Linked DNA regions of Mus musculus: region 2 is linked to region 1. Evidence: chromatin contacts called from public HiChIP or PLAC-seq data. All regions are on one chromosome and are shown on one strand. Each heading gives the region's core, a stretch centred on a gene start, on an enhancer-like site or on the middle of the called end of the contact. The rest is flanking DNA. Distances are from core to core; before and after follow the strand shown.

Region 1 (6,075 bases), core at 1,256-3,755:
TGTCTCATTTCATTAAAACCAATTTCATTGCACCCCTCGGGATATATCTTCTCTAACGGCAGTCACTGCTTCTTATAACATTTGTCAAACTCCTAATCCCACCACAGGGGCTTAGGGATCTTCTTTTCTCACTCATCAAGCTAAAGGACCACGCCCTGGCATGGACTGTCAGCTCGACTTCACCCATAGGCTCATCATTAGACATTCTGAATAGTTTTTGGTCCTGGTAGACAGAGCCTCAGAAAGGGTAGAGACTTTCCTCGCCACAGGAGTTTCTGTGGTGATCTCCATCACAGATAGTCTCTGATTTTCCGGAGATCATCTTGTTTCAGAGTTCCAACCTTCCTTCCTTCAGATAATGGTGCTGAGTGTCAGCCTCAAATCTCTCAAAAAAAAAAAAAAAATTAACCAAAGTGCGCATCATGCTGTGCTTTCAATCCTGATAGGCATTTTCTTATCGCCTGTCATCCCTGGTTCTCAGGCAACGTCGAATGAACCAATTGCTCTCTCAAAAACATCTTCATCGAGCTCTCTTGAAAACTCCACATAGATTAGATAAAGCTCCTGCCATTGGCTCTTCCTGCAACTAGCTTCCTCCCACCCACCCCCACTCCCCCACCGCCCTGAAACCTCTGTCAGCCATTTTGAGCTCATGTATAGATTCTACTTTCTACTTCCTGGCCCTATGTCTAGACTGTCACCTCTCCTCGACCACCTTCTCACGCCCTTGTTACACCATCTTCAAGCCTTCCTTTGGAATTTCACCAGTCACTACTTGCCTCTGCTTCATCCTGACTGCCTTCCCTCCTCAGTTAACATCAGGGACCCGGTCCTTCTTTCTCCTCGTGGTCACAATCCCCCTTCACTAAATGGATGGCCTTTTGGGTTGTCCTGACTATTCCAGCTGCCACTAAGCTCAATGGTTTTCCTTGCCAGATACACCTTTCCCACCTTAAGCCCTTTATGAGAGTGAAGGGAAGTGGAAATTTCTGGTTTCTTTGGAAACTCAGTTGTGGCAGATGACGTTTTGCTGGGGCAGACACATGAGAAGATGTGTGACATTTAGAAAGAATATAAATATAAATAGGACCCCAAGACAGTGGAGGAGGCTCCAGCGTTGGTTCCCCTGGCATGGCTGGTCTTCACTTGTCATGACTTCATAGAGACTACTTTGCCAAAGAACTTCCCTTGATAGCCCAGTGGCTTCTCGCCATTCACGCAGACTCAAGCCTGTTGGTGAAATCTCTCGGTTTCTTCTGGATGGAACTACCATTGCTGATTCATGAGTAGTGTTGCTAGAGGAGTGGACTGCTGTCAAGGGAGATTGGAGCAATGGAGATTATAAGTGTTATAATCACTGTCCACTGCTCTGGAGATCATTCAGTTTAGTTTCTTTGTTAGATGTGGCTATGTGAAGGTCAGAGGACAAGGGACAGGCATCTGTCCTGCTTTCCACCATGGAATGCCAGCACTTGGGAGGTAGAGGCAAGAGGATCAAGACTTTAAGGCTATTCTTGGCTATCTAGTAATTCTGAAGCCTATCTTGGGTACACGACACTGTCTCAAAACCAGAACAAGATAAAAACAAAAAATAACAATACATATTAAAAAAAAATAAAGATAAATCCAGACATACCTACAGTCCTTACACTTGAGAGATGGAGACAGGAAGGTCAAGAAATCTAGGTCAAGTTCATCAACAGAGTGAGTCTAAGGCCATCCTGTATGGCCTGAGATCCTGTCACCAAGACCAAAAGAAAGAAAATACATAAATAGAAACGTGAAATAAGAATATACAGAATTATATAATTTCCTTTAAAAAAAAAGAGTTACAATTTGCATTGGTCTCAACTATTTCATTAAAATCTATATATTGTTTTCATTTTTTGTGTGTGTAGAGTGTGCATATGTGTATGCACTCATGCATGTATATAGGTTTACACCTCACATGTATGTGACTGTGTGTTTGTGTGTGAGTGGTTTGTGTGTGTTTGTGTGTGTGTTTATGTGTGTGTGTGTGTGTGTGTGTGTGTGTGCAATGTGCTTGAAGGTTACAGGTTGATAGTTGATGTCGGGTTTCTTTCTCCTTTTCTTCTTCCTTCCTCCTCTTCTTCTTTTATTTTAATTTTTTTTCTCGAGACAGGGTTTCTCTGTGTAGCTCTGGCTGTCCTGGAACTCATTCTGTAGATGAGACTGGTCTCAAACTCACAGAGATCTGCCTGCCTCTGCCTCTGCTGGGATGAAAGGTGTGTGCCAACCACCCTCCAGCTCCCCACTTTACATTTGAAGACAAGATCTCTCACTCTACCTGCAGCTGGATGATTTAACTAGACTGGCTGACCAGCACACCCCAGGGGTCCTCCTGTCTCTGAAACTTCACCATGGGGATTACAGTGCCTGGGACTGAACTCAGACTTTGGTACTGTAAGCACTATACCGCCTGAACTAACTCCCAGTCCTCATGCCTTTTGAATTTATTTTATTTTATTTTTTTTAGTGCCAAGCCACAACTTCCTGTTCTCCCACAGGACTTCCTCCACCCCACGTGTGTGGTCCTGTCTCTTCCCTAGTGGGTGAGTAAGGGACCAGACAACCAAGATTCTCTTTCCCCCTCCTCACAACTCAACAGTTTCTCTGGAGTGACACAGGGACCTCAGGCAGAAGGGCTACATTTGTGATGTCAACTCCACCAGAATAAAAGCCTTCAGGTCCCAGGTCTAGCCTCTGAGTCTTGGTTACTTTTTTAACTTTCATAAACAGTTATTGGTGTATGGGTGCATACACATGTACACATATATGCACAATTTAATTAAATTTTTTGTTTAAGGAAACCTTTCCTGATGGGCAGTAATGGCACACACCTTTAATCTTAGCACTTGAGAGGAAGAGGCAGATGGATCTCCAGGACAGCCAGGGCTACACAGAGAAACCCTGTCTTGAAAATCCAGAGAAAGAGAGGTAGTGGGCAGAAATCCTTCCCCAATGTTTTCTTAACATAGAGTCTTTCAATGTACCCCTGGCTGTCCTGGAACTCACTATGTAGACCAAGCTGGCCTTCAACTCAGAAATATCCATTTGCTTCTGTCTCGTAAGTTTTGTGATATGTGCCATTATACTAATCAGGCCTGAACTTTTGCAATGTGGCAACTAAATTTGAAGAACTGAATTTTTAGAGGCTGAAGAGATGGCTCTACAATAGAGCACCTGCCTAGAATCTCCCCCACTCCCACCAAGAGGAGTTGGGGTGTGGCTCAGTGGTAGAGCCCCTGCCTAGAATCCCCCAGTGAAGGGCTGGGTGTAGCTCAGTGGTAGAGCCCCTGCCTAGAATTCCCCAGTGAGGAACTGGGGTATGGCTCAGTGGTAGAGCCCCTGCCTAGAATCCCCCAGTGAGGGACTGGGGTGTGGCTCAGTGGTAGAGCCCCTGTGAGAAGGGCTCACTAGGGAGAAGCTAGGGAATAATTCAGTGACAGAGACACACATGCACCATGACACCTGTGTGTCTGTGAACATGCACATATATTTTTGGTTTATTAAGACAGAGTCTCACTATGTAACTTTGGGTGGTCTTGAACTTGATGTGTAGACTCAGCTGGCCTTGAACTCACAGAGATCTACCAGCCTCGGTCTCTCAAATACTGGAATTAAAGATGTGAACCAGTACATCCATCTTAAAAATTAGTTGTTGTTGTTTTGTTTTTGTTGTTGTTTTGTTTTTTGTTGTTTTTTGTTTGTTTGTTTTGTTTTGTTTTTTGAGACAGGGTTTCTCTGTGTAGCCCTGGCTGTCCTGGAACTCCCTCTGTAGACCAGGCTGGCCTCGAACTCAGAGATCTGCCTGCCTCTGCCTCCCGAGTGCTGGGATTAAAGCCACACCTGGCTCAAAAAATTAGTTTTGAATGCATAGTAAAGTGGGGGAAAAAATCTACAGTGAGACACCTCGACTTGAAACCCACCATCTTGCCATTTTAAAAAGGATTTAGACTAGGGGTAGAGAGATGGCTCAGTGGTTAGGAGCACTTCTCTCTCTCTCTCTCTCTCTCTCTCTCTCTCTCTCTCTCTCTCTCTCTCTTTCTCTCTCAGATTTATTCATTTATTATATGTAAGTACACTGTAGCTGTCTTCAGACACACCAAAAGAGGGTGTCAGATCTCGTTACAGATGGTTGTGGGCCACCATGTGGTTGCTGGGACTTGAACACAGGACCTTTGCAAGAGCAGTCAGTGCTCTTAACCACTGAGCCATCTCTCCAGCCCCACTTCTTTCTCTTGCAGAGAACACAGGTTCAGTTCCCAGCACCTCTGTAGTAGCTAAGGACAATCTGTAACTTCAGTTCCAGGGACTTCAATGTCTTCTGGCTCTGTAGGCATTAAGCATGCACCAGGTACATACATTGCCCACATATACATGTGTAGGGAAAAACACATATACATACAATAAAAACAAATCTTTAAAATAAAACATAATAAAATTACTTAGGCCTTGTCATTTTATATGGGAGACAGTGGGGTGGAATCCCGTGCTGTCACCAGCCTGGTTCCTGCATGTCACTGATCTCTGGAACACTCCTGAGTCACCAAGCCTTTTTGATCATCTGTGCAAAATGAGGAGCATGAACCTTGTGCTCTCCATTCAATTACAGGCTCAAGAGGGCCATAAAGATGGGGGAAGAGTGAACTGGGCAAGGTATACTCACCTTTAATCCCGGGGCTGGAGAAGCAGAGGCAGGAGGATCATTGTGAGTTCCAGGTCAGTCTAATCCACATAGAGAAACTCTACCCACTCCGGCAAATATGGGGGCAGTTGGAGAGATGTCTACGTGATTAAGGCTACTGCTCTTGCAAAGGACCCAGGTTAGGTTTCCAGAACAAATATGGGGTGGGGGAGGGTGACATCAAGTCATCCAGGGATCCAATGCCTTTTCTGTTCTCTGAGGTCACCTGTACTTGCTGTACATACATACATACATACATACATACATACATACATAAAATTTAAGCTAGGGTCCCCAACTCACTATGTAGCTGAGGTTGCCCCCCCTTTTTTTTTCCTTTGTTTTGTTTTTTTCGAGACAGGGTTTCTCTGTGTAGCCCTGGCTGTCCTGGAACTCACTCTGTAGACCAGACTGGCCTCGAACTCAGAAATCAGCCTGCCTCTGCCTCCCAAGTGCTGGGATGAAAGGCGTGCGCCACCACTGCCCGGCTAAATTAAAAATAAATATGTAAAAAAAATAGGAGTAAGCTATGATTAGATCAGTAAGCAATGCTTTGATGTATGTGTGTTCGCATGTGTGGGCATGTGTGTGTGTGTGTGTGTGTGTGTATGGAGGCCAGAGTTGACACTGGGTAACCTCTTTACTTTCTTTCTACCTTTGGGGGGGGGAATGGAGGGGGGAAGGAGTGTATTGGTTTTTCAAGACAAGGTTTCTCTGTGCAGCCTTGACTGTCCTGGAACTCACTCTGTAGACCAGGCTGGCCTCAAACTCAGAGCTCCGTCTGCCTCTGCCTCCAGAGTGCTGGGATTAAAAGAGTGCATTACCTCTGCCCTGCTAAGCCCTTTCCTTCCTGAGCCATCTCTCTAGCCCCTATTATTTGACAACTGTGCTATGCTAGCTGTACTATGTGTATGATGCATTTTTATATATGGGTGCGTTTGTGTTTCTGAATGCTGGGAAGAAACAGGAAACCAAAAAGTAGGTAATAGCCTCCGCTGTGAGTGAGTATTTATAAATTATCCAGAGTGTAGTATTTTGTTATAGCAGCAGAAACAGAGGTTAAGAGTGCTTACTGCTAGCCGGGTGTGGTGGTGCATGCCTTTAATCCCAGCACTCGGGAGGCAGAGGCAGGTGGATTTCTGAGTTTGAGGCCAGCCTGGTCTACAAAGTGAGTTCCAGGACAGCCAGGACTACACAGAGAAACCCTGTCTCAAAAAACCAAAAAAAAAAAAAAAAAAAGAAAAGAAAAAAAGAAAAGAAAAAAGAGTGTTTACTGCTCTTGCAGAGGACTGGGGTTGGCTCACAACCACCCAGCCATCCATAATTCCAGGTCCCAGGAATTATAATGACTTCCTCCTCCCCCCTCC
Region 2 (6,075 bases), core at 1,082-3,581, 590 kb before region 1:
GATGTTCCCAAGACTATGGAGTGATTACAGATACTTGGGAAGAATCTAGAAGAGAGATATTTAGGGAGAATCTCAAACAGTACAGGAGGAAACGCCACGGGTCCTGCATTTGTAGCACATCAGAGACACATGACTTGTTCCTGGTGGAGTGAACTCTGTCTTGTCACCATCAAGTCATCATGTGTTCCCTCTATGCCTTATGAGCAGATCCAAAGCCCAGTGCATTCCACTGATGAAGTTCTGAGAGGCCTGAATGAACTGCCAATAGAGACTAAGTTCTGTTTTAATAACCAAGGTCAATTTTTTTTTCAGACAAAAGATCTTCTCGGGAGTTCAAGGCCAGCCTGGTCTACAGAGTGAGTTCCAGGACAGCCAGGGCTACACATAGAAACCCTGTCTCGAAAAACCAAAAAAAAAAAAAAAAAAAAAAAAAAAAAAAAAAAACCCCACCTTCAAAGTCATTATTTTTTTAATAAGGCATTTTTTATTAGATATTTTTTTCATTTACATTTCAAATGCTATCCCCAAAGCCCACTATAAAGCAACCCTGATGCCCCATTCTTACCAGAGATGCTGAGGAGTGGGCTGAAGACTTCAGGGAACCTGTGTATCAGCCAAGGTTTGTCTAGAATCTAGTAAAGAGCTTGGGGGACAGCTCAGTGGTTAAAGACACCAGCTTCTCTTCCATAGGATCTGGGTTTGATTCCTAGGTCCTAATGGAGGCTCACATTCACCTGTAACTCCAGTTCCAGGAGAATCTTGAGGGCACTGCATTCACACAGTCTACACCCATACAAATAAAATATGTATATATTTTCCAATCAGGATTTCATTTCTGACCTGGAACTCACTATAAACCAACCAGATTAACTTCAAGCTCCCCAAAATATACACCAGCTACTGAGTGCCAAGACTAAAAGAATGTGCTGCCCTGCTCAGCTTTCCACCTTACTTTTTTTTGACACGTCTCTCTGAACCTGGATCCCACTGAGTTCTAGAATGGCTGTTCAGCAAGCCCAGTGATGTACCTGTTTCTGCCATGCCAGCACTAAGACTGCGTCTGGGTACCACTGCAGCTGGCATCTGTACACAGATGCTACGGGTCAAATCAGGTCCTCCATGCTCACTCAGGAAGCACTTCACTGACTGAGCCATCTCTCCATGCCCACCATATTTTAATTTTAATAACTCCACTTGGATGCATACAATAAAGATCAAATGTGACCCTAGAGAACTGTATAACCAAGTGCTTTCATATCCAATGTCAGATTTTACTGACTTTAAAACCATGGTTTGTCCATCACTTTTCCCCCATGTGTATGCATGTGCACATATGCTCCTGGAAGCCAGAGACCAATGTCAGCAATCTTGCTCAATCATTTTTACATTTTATCCTTTCATAGCAGAACTCTCAATCAAACCCAGAGCTCATTGATAGGACCAGTCACCCCTACTCCACCTCGAGTATTGCCAGCCCCACACCTGGTGTTCACATGGATTCAGGAGACCTGAACTCCAGGCTTCCTTCTTGAGTGACAAGTGCTTTAGTTGCTGAACCATCTTCCCAGGGCCCCCTCCCCTTTTTGTCTAGACAGGAACTTGCTATATAATCTAGGCTGACCTCAAGCTTTCAATTCTCTGTCCTCAGTTTAGAATTATAGATGTGTACCATTATATCCAGCTTGCCGCTACATTTTAACTTCTCTGAATGTCAAGGGCATAACACTTAAACCAAGTTGATTTAACTGGCAGCATTCTTTGCTTATAATGGTACAAAAGGAAAGGTATAGCTTATAATTGATTGTATCTGAGATTTGATAAAATGCAGCATTATTTCATCTGATTGGCACAACACCTGATGTAACTGGACCAGCTCCACATCACAGATAAGGAAAACTGATATTCCCAGAGCCTGTAGTGGGAAAGCAGCTCTGGTGGCCAGGTGTTAGGAACATTTCCCCACCCTCCCTAGACAACTCGGCTTTAAAGCCTTCCTGCGGTTAACTTTTTCATTCTTTTGTCTCAGTATATAGCCCTGGCTGGCCTGGAACCCACAGAGCTGCACCTGCCTCTGTGTGAGAATTAGGTATGTGCCACCACACCTGGCCCCATAGTTTACCATTTACACTCATGGGCAGCGTGGGCTTCTAAGCCCCTTCTCCAAACTCTACAAAGGTAATATCATTTCCTTTCCTGTCTTTTACTGTAATTGTTTGTTTAATTTTCAAGCACTAACCTATTTCTTATAAAAATGGATCACAGGGCTGCCTGAAGGCTGGCCCAATGATCTGATTCACAACTTGGTCTTCTGTGAGTCATTAGGCTGGCATGAGAAGACATACTCATGCTAACAATGAGTCCTGCCAAGCTCAGCCCTACCTTCTTATGTACTTTGTTTTGTTTTCCTCCTCTGGCCCTTTTGGGGTGTGTGTGTGTGTGTGTGTGTGTACATGTTCACAACGGCAGGTGCACAAATGTATGCCAGTGTACATACTTGAGTGCATATGGGAGGACAGTGTCAGGTGGTGGTGGTCCTCAGATCTCTCGCTGTTCTAGAACCTCACCATGTAGGCCAGGCTAGCTGGCTGAGGGTTGCAGGAACAGTCTCCAGCCCTGACTTGCCGTTCCTGGGACTACAGCGGTACACCGCTGTACATCGCTTGTTATGTAGAGTCTCGGGATTTCAGGCCTTCCTCCTTACACTAGTGAAGGAAAAACTCCTATAAAATGAGGAAATGAAGCCACAGACTGGAAGGTGAGCTGGGTTTGCTCAAACCACAGAAAGGAAGTAAATTCTAGAAGCAGGAACCACAACTGAAATCCCCAGCTCTGTGGTTAAACCAGAAAGCCAGACTCAGAAAGACTCCTGGCTGCAACTGTCGGGACACTATGAAGCCAGTTTCTCTTTAACAGGCTTTGCCTCCAGCATTCAGAAATGCATAAGACAAAGCAATCGTCTGCTACAGAAAAACATCCACAGTGACAGCCTGTCACCATGCCCTCAGACAGCTCCTCAGGCTCCACAGAGGAGGAGGAAGATAATGAGGGGCTTGGGTCACTTAATATGCTTCTCCCGAGACACAATTTAAAAACACCTGGCACCCCAAGAGCACATTCCACTGCATTTTGATTCCAGTTTTCAGAGCCCTCTAATAGCTATCTATCTAGTACTTGACTTACTAAGCAGAAAACTTGGGGAACTCTACGAGGTAGGTAGGTAGATGCTATTTGCTTTAGAGACAGGTAATTTGGAAAGGGTGGTAATTTCCCAGTAATGACTCATAGTGGGTCAGGAGCTGCTAGCTGCCTATTAATTTAGCCATTATAAATCCAGCCAATTATCTGAGCATGGTCCCCAGAACCTCCAATGAAACCTGTGTGCGTGTGTAATTAACTAGAGACTCGCCTGGTAAAAAGAAATTGATGACCAATGTTCAAATCCCTTGGGGCTCACACACCATTGATTCTCTCTCTGTGTCATTCCTCTTTGGTTCCCAGCTGACATATTTGTGTAAGGAGAATGTCCTCCCATTTGCCAGGTGGTTAACTGGTAGCTAGAGTTAAAGAAGGGCAGGCTAGATGCTGTGACAATGTCTGTTTACCACCCAGGAAGGGCATCAACAACAGTCAAACAAATTATCCCACCCAAGTCTAGCTTGAGGAACCAATGAGTGTCTTTAAAACAAACCAACCACAGTTGTCTATGCACAAACTGTGTGTGTGTATGTGTGGGGTGCACCTATGGAGGGCACAGAATAACTCCCTGGAGTAAGTTCTCCCCACCCTTCTGTGGGTCCTGTGATGGAACTGAGGTCACTGGGCTTCTGCAGCAAGCAACTTAGCTGCTGAGCCGTCTTGAAGGCCCTCATTGAGTTTCTTGTGGAAAAAGCCCACCCTGGCATGGGTGACTCCTCACAGGAGCTCTTCATCACCTTAAAACCCTAACAGGCACATTCAAGACCACACCTTGTAAGCCACATACACCCAGTCCAACACAAAAATCACAAGCTTAATTAAAATATTATGAGACCTAATTTTTTAAAGGATTTATTTATTATAAATAAGTATACTGTAGCTGTCTTCAGACACACCAGTAGAGGGCATCAGATCCCATTACAGATGGTTGTGAGCTACCATGTGGTTGCTGGGATTTGAACTCAGGACCTTCGGAAGAGCAGTTAGTGCTCTTACCCACTGAGCCATCTCTCCAGCCCGAGACCTAATTTTTTATTATGTATCTCTCTGGGTGGAGCTCTTCTGGGAGTTGGTTCTCTTCTTCCACTGTGGGTTCTACAGATCAAACTCAGACTGTAAGAGTTGTATGGCAAATGCCCTTACCTACTGAGCCATCTCACCAGCCTATATTAAAAGATTTCTTTTTTATAAGTTTATTTTGTTTGATTTTCTTTTTTGGTGGGCGGGGGTAACTCAATTGTACAGTTCTTAAGTGTAAGCTCTGTAGGTGACAATGTCTTATACTGTCACTAAATTGAGCACATGTGTGGGCTAGTACCTCTCAAGAGAGACCATGTGCAGCTAGGGTAAGAGGAGAACTGGTATCTGAGGTGAAAATCTACAAGCCTTCCTCCTCGTTCTCCAACAGAATAGTAACAGAGATTTTCTCCTTCTTCCCTTTCTTTTTTGAGACAGAGTCACTATATAGCCCTGACTATCTTAGAACTAGCTATGTAGACCAGGATGGCTTTGAACTTAAGAGAGATTTGCATGTGCAGGGATTAAAGCAGTGAGCCACCAAGCCTGACTTGTAATTATTCTTAATGATGCTACACTGTTCCCACATGCCAGCAGGTGCTCTGCAGAAGTCTGCTCTCCAGCCTTCTGCCAAGACTCCAGCAGCCTCCGATTGCTGTTTTCTGCTATGTTTCAGGCTCACCTTTTAAATAGTTGCTGCTTCAGACCTCTGGCAAATCAGCTCTACAAGAGCCAATTGCCTGTTTATTTAAGACTGCAGCCTAAGAACTAGACATGTAACTCAATAATGCCATGCTAGCCTGTGCTGGCTTAGCATGTATGAGTCCCTGGATTTGTGGTGGTGGTAGCAGTAATGATGATGCCCAGCCCTGGGCAGCTGACCTGCTTATTACTCATTCATTACAGGCATTACAACTACTCTGTTACTACTTTGTACCACTGTTGGTTTCAGAGTGGTCCTTCCACAATGTGGGTCCTGGGCCCTGCACTCAGGATGTCAGGGTTGATAATACACCCCCTTATATATTCTTAAACTAGAGTTTTAGTCTGCTAGGACTAGAGCAACAAAGAATCACAAGCTGGGTGGCTGGAACAGTCAGAAAGCATTACTTCCCAAGTTCCAAGCTCAAGACCCAAGACCAAGGTGTTGGCAGGACAGTCAAGGCCTCATCCTGCACCCTCAGGCTCCTACAGCCTCGTCCTGCACCCTCAGGCTGCTACGGCCTCGTCCTGCATCCTCAGACTCCTACGGCCTCGTCCTGCACCCTCAGACTCCTACGGCCTCGTCCTGCATCCTCAGACTCCTACGGCCTCGTCCTGCACCCTCAGACTCTATCACCTTTGCAGTCCAGCTTCTTGCTGAGCTTCCCTTGTTCTTCATTTGGGGGCCATGGGGTCCTCCCTCTAACCACACCAATCTTCTTTTACTACCTTACACTTACCTACCAGGAACCTAAAACTGACAACCACCCCAGCCCACAACCCCTTGCCATCAGTAGGAACCATCCCTAGAGTCTCAAGTGAGGATCTGCCTTTGGACACCGATTGCATTTCCTCATCACAGAACTGATCACACAATCTTTAATGCCCCTAGCTAAATGGGGCCAGGGATTAGTCTTACCTATAATCTACCACTGATTCCCCGGGTCCTAGTAAAAAGACTGTCTAAAAAATAATGAGGTGCATGGCTCTTGAGATGGACCTCTGGTCTCCAAATACAAGCATACATGTATACCTGCAAAGATATGCACACTCATGCTTGTGAGCATGCACGCACACACCACACAAATGCAAGGGGAGGAGGTCTCAGAGGATACTTCTACAAGGGGATAACTTTTACTGAAATAAAATCCCACAGACTGA

Evidence for each region. HiChIP or PLAC-seq counts read pairs in DNA pulled down with a chosen protein or histone mark.
Region 2: a contact with region 1 is called in an H3K4me3 HiChIP or PLAC-seq map of bone marrow-derived macrophages, with 4 times the contacts expected there. The contact joins two enhancer-like sites. A contact is called at or near these places in 1 of 39 promoter capture datasets (liver), 3 of 115 datasets of contacts at active chromatin or transcription factors (bone marrow-derived macrophages, embryonic stem cells and large pre-B cells) and 1 of 9 other capture datasets (adipose tissue).

What each region holds. Positions count from the first base shown.
Region 1 is chr5:143,533,686-143,539,760 of GRCm38.p6, reverse strand. No RefSeq gene overlaps it. Among named protein-coding and RNA genes, the nearest start is that of Rac1, 8.7 kb to the right of the region's middle. Within about 2 kb of position 2,505, at least 6 of the 459 cell types and tissues checked have an H3K27ac peak or open chromatin away from gene starts, as enhancers often do. A contact at or near this core is called in bone marrow-derived macrophages, where this site is marked.
Region 2 is chr5:144,122,872-144,128,946 of GRCm38.p6, reverse strand. All of the region lies in intron 1 of Lmtk2 (lemur tyrosine kinase 2), which reads right to left. Among named protein-coding and RNA genes, the nearest start is that of Lmtk2, 26 kb to the right of the region's middle. Within about 2 kb of position 2,331, at least 104 of the 459 cell types and tissues checked have an H3K27ac peak or open chromatin away from gene starts, as enhancers often do. A contact at or near this core is called in bone marrow-derived macrophages, where this site is marked.